2 separate regions of the Triticum aestivum genome follow, and region 1 is linked to region 2. The links are chromatin contacts, called in public Hi-C maps. All regions are on one chromosome and are shown on one strand. Each heading gives the region's core, a stretch centred on a gene start, on an enhancer-like site or on the middle of the called end of the contact. The rest is flanking DNA. Distances are from core to core; before and after follow the strand shown. Region 1 holds the start of LOC123092941. Region 2 has its middle 230 kb from the start of LOC123092941.

What was found. A called contact is a pair of places that touch in the nucleus more often than the background predicts.
Region 1: a contact with region 2 is called in a Hi-C map of leaf, with 5 times the contacts expected there. The contact joins the promoter of LOC123092941 here to the enhancer-like site in region 2. A contact is called at or near these places in 3 of 5 Hi-C or Micro-C datasets (all in leaf) and 1 of 1 datasets of contacts at active chromatin or transcription factors (leaf).

What each region holds. Positions count from the first base shown.
Region 1 is chr4B:502,114,088-502,117,627 of IWGSC CS RefSeq v2.1, forward strand. It overlaps LOC123092941, which reads right to left and starts at 1,908. Exons shown (of 6, transcript XR_006444946.1): 1 at 1,492-1,908; 2 at 1,153-1,403; 3 at 832-931; 4 at 330-634; 5 at 1-226. It overlaps LOC100270666 (3-ketoacyl-CoA synthase 6), which reads left to right and starts at 2,574. Exons shown (of 2, transcript XM_044514797.1): 1 at 2,574-3,540. The coding sequence starts at 2,848.
Region 2 is chr4B:501,885,923-501,889,111 of IWGSC CS RefSeq v2.1, forward strand. No RefSeq gene overlaps it. Among protein-coding and RNA genes, the nearest start is that of LOC123092941, 230 kb to the right of the region's middle. Within about 2 kb of position 1,874, at least 2 of the 8 cell types and tissues checked have an H3K27ac peak or open chromatin away from gene starts, as enhancers often do. A contact at or near this core is called in leaf, where this site is marked.

The sequences.
Region 1 (3,540 bases), core at 658-3,157, 230 kb after region 2:
CGCACCTTTTAGACCATCACAGCGCCTGCAGGTTCATCTTACCAGTTGATAGTTCAGATTGCTGCGACGGGCTCTTCCGTCTTCCCAACACGGCAGTCTGTAACTCACACATCTGCGTGGATAGGCCGCCGACGGTTCATCCACTATCGGGAAAGTCGCCACCGCCCTGTTTGCTGGCAGATTCATCTCCTGCTCACTCTCACTCACCTCCTCCACAATAGGATACCTGACAAGCCAACAGAACGCGCAAGGAGACCCAAATCAGAACATAAATCTCAACAACAGTTTAGCAAGTCAGCTAGCTTGACAAATCCATGGATTCATCTTACCTTCTAATTGGCTGCATTAGGAACTCCATCGCTGGAATGGAGTCATGTGCGCTGCAGCACCCCGCTGACTGGAAATGGATTTGGATACCGCAGTCGGGGAGCCACCGGCCTGCAGTGAATGATTCAAGCCATCCACCTAACAGAGAGTGAATTTCCTGGTCCGCGAACCAGATTACCACCGCCAAATTACAAGCCACGGCTCATCTTCAGTTGGGTTTTCTACGAAGACCCTAACTGCCTTCTCAAAAGCGCTTACGCGGGGTGAGCAAGGTGTCAAGCTTGGGGCAGAAGCTCCAATCCTCAACCTAAAAGCAGTTTCAATTATTGTGTCAAACAATTTAACCCACTGAATATCAAGCTGCACATGAAACTACTGAACTGAGAGATGAAATTAACTGTTCAAAACAGACAGTTTGCACACTAATTCCTATCAAACCATTGAGTGCTCCCAGCAGAAATTCAACCAAACTGTATGACCTTACAAAGCATGAAAATATAGTACCGTAAATCTTCATAGCAATGTTGAATTTATTTCAATTCAGAACAGTGAGTTTGCACGCTAATTCATGTCACAGAGTACTCCCAGCAGAAATTCAACCAAACTGCATGACATTAGAAAGCATGAAATTAGAGTACTGTAAATCTTTATAGCAATGCTGAATTTAACTTCAATTGAGAACAGACAGTTTTCACTTTGCACACCAATTCGTCTCGCACCATGGACACCCGGAAATTCAACCAAACTATATGACCTTACGAAGCATGGAAATATTATACTAATGAAAATTTTCGTTTGATTGCTAAGTTTAATGTTATCACTGACCTCTTGTTCCAACGAGGAGCCTGAGGATTCATCTTCCCCGTCGACAGCTCGGAAGTCAGAGGCGGGCTGCCCCTTGTCACTGCCGCTGCCCCTTGCCACTGCCGCCGCTTCAGCCACGCCGCAGATCCGCCCTTTGGCGCTCACGCCCGTGGCCTCCTGCAGCGTCAACTTGACCACTGTCCGCCTGGCGCCATGTGCCGGCAACCCTTCCAGCACTAGACTCTCCCCCAACCTCCTCAATCCGATTGGATCTGGGAGAGACAAATCACAAAAGCTTAACCGCTAGAACTCGACACTGGAAAACACACAAGGTCGATTAGTAGCATCGGATCGACATACCTCCTGATTGCATGAGGAAATCCATCCTGTCGGTCGCCTGTTCTTCCACTCTCTCCCCTCCTTGCCTCTGAATCTCCAAAATGACGGCCGCGTTGGGGAAGAACAGACACACCTTGCATTCAATGCGTGGAGCAGCGACTTTTCTGAGCCACGGAGCAGACGGAAATCGAGAACCTGATCCACGGCTCACCTCGTCGGCGGTCGACGGCCGCCCAGAAACCCGTCCGCCCACGCTGCTAGCCCGGCCCACGAACCGCCTCTGACGCATACGTATTTCACTGCAGTCCGCTTTTACGAGCTGCCCTTAACGCACCGTATAAACTATTGGCCCACATCCACATGCATTAGCGAACGGAGGAGATATCGGGCACATGTGTGCTCGGGACCAATTACTCCACGTCCATCTAAGAACATCTACATCCGGACTTTACAAATCCGGGCCCTCAAACGTCCGCGGGCACTCCTTATTTTCTTTTTCACCATCCGGATGCAGATGTGCTAGGGCTGGTGGCGCCGGCCGGCTTAAATAGCCGGCTATGGCCTTGGGCGGTGAGCCAGAGCTTCGCCACGCGGCGTTCACACCGCGGCGTTTGTCAAACCGGCGGGTTTCCCCTATATCCGCCCCATATTTGGGCTGGATATGAAGGGTGCCGGTCAGACCGGTCGTTTGAGGGGCCCATCTGGATCAAAAAATCAAGATCGGACAGTGACCGGACGGTCCGTCCAGACGTATGAGGCGGGTTTGAAATGTCCGGTTGTAGATGTTCTAACAATAACAGTAAAATTTCAGGGGCCTCGTAAAACGAAACGATCCGCGTTGAAGCATTGGCGTTAACCGTCACTCTACCGAGCAGAAGGCCGATGGAAACGGCGCGGAGGCTGCAGAAAGCGATCCCGGCCCAGGACGAAGACTGTAGTCGCACGCAGCACAAGGTCCCGTGCCCGTGTGTGAGTGCGAGCAAGCAGGCGCCCCCAGTGGCCATCCATCCAAGCCGAACTCGCGCTCCGGTTGGTGGCGGTAGCCAGTCTCCTCATTTAAACTACCCATCTGCCCCGGTCCTTCCCTCCGCCCCGCCACTCTATTAAAACCCCACCATGCCACCACCTCCTCTGCAACCGCAAGTCCGCAACCGCAACCGCTCCGCCCGGCATCTCCAACCCCACACCCAGCCAGCACCAGGAGACGTGTACGTGCGCGTAGCACCAACCCCAGCCCAGCGGTGCGCCGCAGAAACAGGCAGGCAGGCAGCTCTGCCAGTGGTGCACGGCGGGACGGAAGGCCAGGGAGCGAGCCGTGACGTGCGGGCGCGGGCCGGGCTAGAGGCCTAAGTAGCAGCACCGATCGACGGACCGGTCATGCCGAGCGCGCTGGGGAGCGGCTTCGCCGGGTCGGTGAAGCTCAAGTACGTGAAGCTGGGGTACCAGTACCTGGTGAACCACTTCCTGACGCTGCTGCTGGTGCCGGTCATGGCGGCCACGGCGATCGAGCTGGCGCGCCTCGGCCCCGGCGAGCTGCTCACGCTCTGGCGCTCCCTCGACCTCGACCTCGTGCACATCCTCTGCTCCGCCTTCCTCGTCGTCTTCGTCGCCACCGTCTACTTCATGTCGCGCCCCAGGCCCGTCTTCCTCGTCGACTACTGCTGCTACAAGCCCTCCCCCAGCTTCCGGGTGCCCTTCACCACCTTCATGGAGCACATCAAGCTCATCTCCAACAACGACAAGAGCCTGCGCTTCCAGACACGCATCCTCGAGCGCTCCGGCCTCGGGGAGGAGACCTGCCTCCCACCGGCCAACCACTACATCCCGCCCAACCCCAGCATGGAGGCGTCCCGCGCCGAGGCGCAGCTCGTCATCTTCAACGCCATCGACGACCTCGTCCGCCGCACGGGCCTCAAGCCCAAGGACATCGACATCCTCGTCGTCAACTGCAGCCTCTTCTCCCCGACGCCCTCGCTCTCCGCCATGATCATCAACAAGTACAAGCTCCGCAGCAACATCCGCAGCTTCAACCTCTCCGGCATGGGATGCAGCGCCGGGCTCATCTCCATC
Region 2 (3,189 bases), core at 624-3,123:
GGCTCTGAATGTAGTCTCTTATTGGAATCTTTAAAAAGACTTATATTTAGAAACGAAGGGAGTATTTTTGAAAAAAAATTAATCAAGCGTTTAATTTTTTTAAAATTTATCGAAAAACCTTGAGGATGATATGTTAAAAAACTTAAACATTTGTTAGATATATACCAAAAATGTACAAAAAATATACATAAAAAATATAAGTACTCAAAAAGGAAATTGATCATGTATTTGAAAATGTCATACATGTACTCCTTCTATTTGTAAATATAATACCTTTTAGAGACTTCTATATGGACTACATACGGGTGTTTATAGACCTATTTTAGAGTGTAGATTCACTCATTTTGCTCCGTATGTAGTCCACATTGAAATCTCTAAAAAGGCTTAAATTTAGGAACATAGGGAGCATATGAAAATGTTTTAGATGTATAAGATTTTTTTTGAATGTGTACAAAAAAGATAACATATGTGAAAAAAAGACACTTTGGAAAAAAAATGAAGAAACCCAATAAAAACAAAAGGAAAACAAAAATATTTCAATAAAATAAAAATATGAAGAAACCAATTCAAAAGAATGAAAGCAAAGAAAACCAAAAAAAATGAATACAAAGAAATAAATAAAGAATAACCAAAGAAAGAAAGAAAGGAAAACAAAATACCAAATGAAACCCAAAAAAGAAATAAATAAAAATAAAGAAAATAATACTGGTGAAACCAGGAAAGGAAGGAAGAAAATGAAAGCAAATGAAAGAAATACCAAAATAAAGTTTTTTTAGACTTAAAAACCAAAATAAAGTGAAGAAACGAAGCAAAAAGAAAGTAAAATAAAAGGGACGAAAAAGCCCGGAATGAACAAACCCACCGAGCAAGGCGAACGAACCAGCGAAGGAAAAAAAAAGAGAGACAAAAATAGGCTGGCCCAGTCGCTACAACGCGGGGCAAAAGCTTGAGCGAGAGGAAAGGTGCTCTCGCACTAAGCGAGATATACCGCTCAAAAGAAAATACTAAGCGAGATATAGGTGCAGCGCGCATCTCCGCCCGTCAAGCAACCCCGGCCATCTCCTTCCGTTGCCGCGCAACAGCGCGAGGCGTCCAGATGTGTCGACGGCCGTCGGCGCCCGCCGATATCCAACGGCCATACCAACAACCGCACATCATCCGTCATCGGTCACCGGTCATGGATGTACGCTCCAATAGCGTGCCGAGCGAGCCATCCGTCTCCCCGTCCGGCGCGCCACCATTCGCCACTGGCACCTGCACACGCCCGCCTGGCTCCGCTTTTCGTGTCTCTTGTGATCCCGAGCCTCCAACCAATTCTTGTCGGCGGGCGCACAACTGGCCGCCTCCATGCGTGTCCTTGCGCAGGTTGCTTGCTCGAGCTTTCCGCCGCTTACGCACGCACGTCCTCGTCGCCGGCCGTTGGCAACTGCCGAGAGGTCGTATCGTATGAAAGATGAGACATCGGTACGGCGGCAACTACACCGCGGAGCCGGAGCGATCGACGCGTAACCGCGACCATAAAATCTGACAGCTGCTTTTTATTAGCTCCTTCTCCTACTACCATTTACACATAAAATCCGAGACGCGGGACGTGCTCGGCACCGACAGCGATGGACACATACCCTACCCTAGCAAATGTTTAATCCTATTCCTAGACGCTCTCATCTCGCCTGTTGACTCCGACGGTGACACTGTACACACCGGTGATTCAGCACGGCACTATCGTGATATAGCGAAGCGCAGTGAATAGGCCGGCCGGCTGGCCGGCCTTAACCGCCAACAACATTCCGGTAGCAGAACAGCCACCACACTCCACACGATCGTCCCCGACTTCCTCATTGACCCGATGACGTCCACACGATCCTCCCTTGCTCCCAACCGCACGTCGTGATCATGGTGTTTGACATCGCTGACTTTGCTTACGGCATCGCCCTCCCACCCGTCCCTCGTGACGATAAGGCGTTTGACGATCAATCTCGACGGACTTGCTTGTCCAACACAAACTCTCGTCTCGTGCCAGCGACGACACTCGATCATCCATCATACGCGTAGCAGCCCCGTCAATGGGCATGCATGGACGGATGAGCGCATGTAGTAAATGCCCAGGGCCGGCCGGCGCCATACGGAGTTGTCCCGTCGACCAAGTCGCCGGCGCAAATACAAAACGGCCCGCCAGCCACTTGAGAATCTAGATAGATCGCCGGTGACGCGCGTACGTGAGCTCGATCGTGCGCGGCGGCGCGACACGTAGAATACGTACGTACGTGCACCGGATCGGAGTTACTACATACCAGGTTGCGCACGGAGCATCTATCTGGTTGATTTGGCTGACCAGCATGCACGTGGTGGTTATTGAAAGACGGATTACGACGCGGTTGGCTCAACTGCAAGTAGCTGACGCAGTTGCGCGAGCTTGCTTTCAGTTTTAAAAGCGCCCTTTTTGCCTTATTAGCCTGACAAGCCACGCGTTTAATTAAGTTGAATATTTGTGTAATTTGGCGTAAATATATACACTGCTGCTAGATTGCAGTCCATCTCAGAGGCTGTTAATTTATCTCCTTGTCAGCGGCAGTAATGGCTACTATCAGAGTTGGAAGCACTCGTTTTTCTTGCACACAATCGGCGATATGTAACTGCATTTTCAATTGATGGATGGCGATTCCAGCCAGAACAAAATACAGCGCGGGCCGGTAGGCCAGAGCCATGGCCACCCACGTCGCCGCCTTCCACATCGTCACGGCCGTCCACACACAGCTGGACCTCACCGCTTATATATGAAAAAGTTTGTAAAACATTAATGCTCGAGGGATACACTCCATATGACAAACGACGTTTTCCAGACTTTGATCAACTGTATATATATGACAGATGTACGTTTGCATTTGCAAAAAAGAAAGAAAGAGAGTGATGACAGAGTTGGTCTATAAATATATCGAGTTAGTCTATTTTGCTGCAAGCCAAATCAAGTCTGGTTTGCCTATGACAGGTGGGGCACCGGGCTAGATAACCAAACACCAACCTCATATCTAGGTGACAGGTGCATGTTACTTTCTACACCCCCTCAACAACCATGCACAATTTTACACCTTTTTTAGACCTACGAATCATTAGCATGTACTACACTGTAAGAAACAAACACCTACATCTCCCCGCAACCTTTTCTTAACTCATACTTTAGCCAGTAAGTAC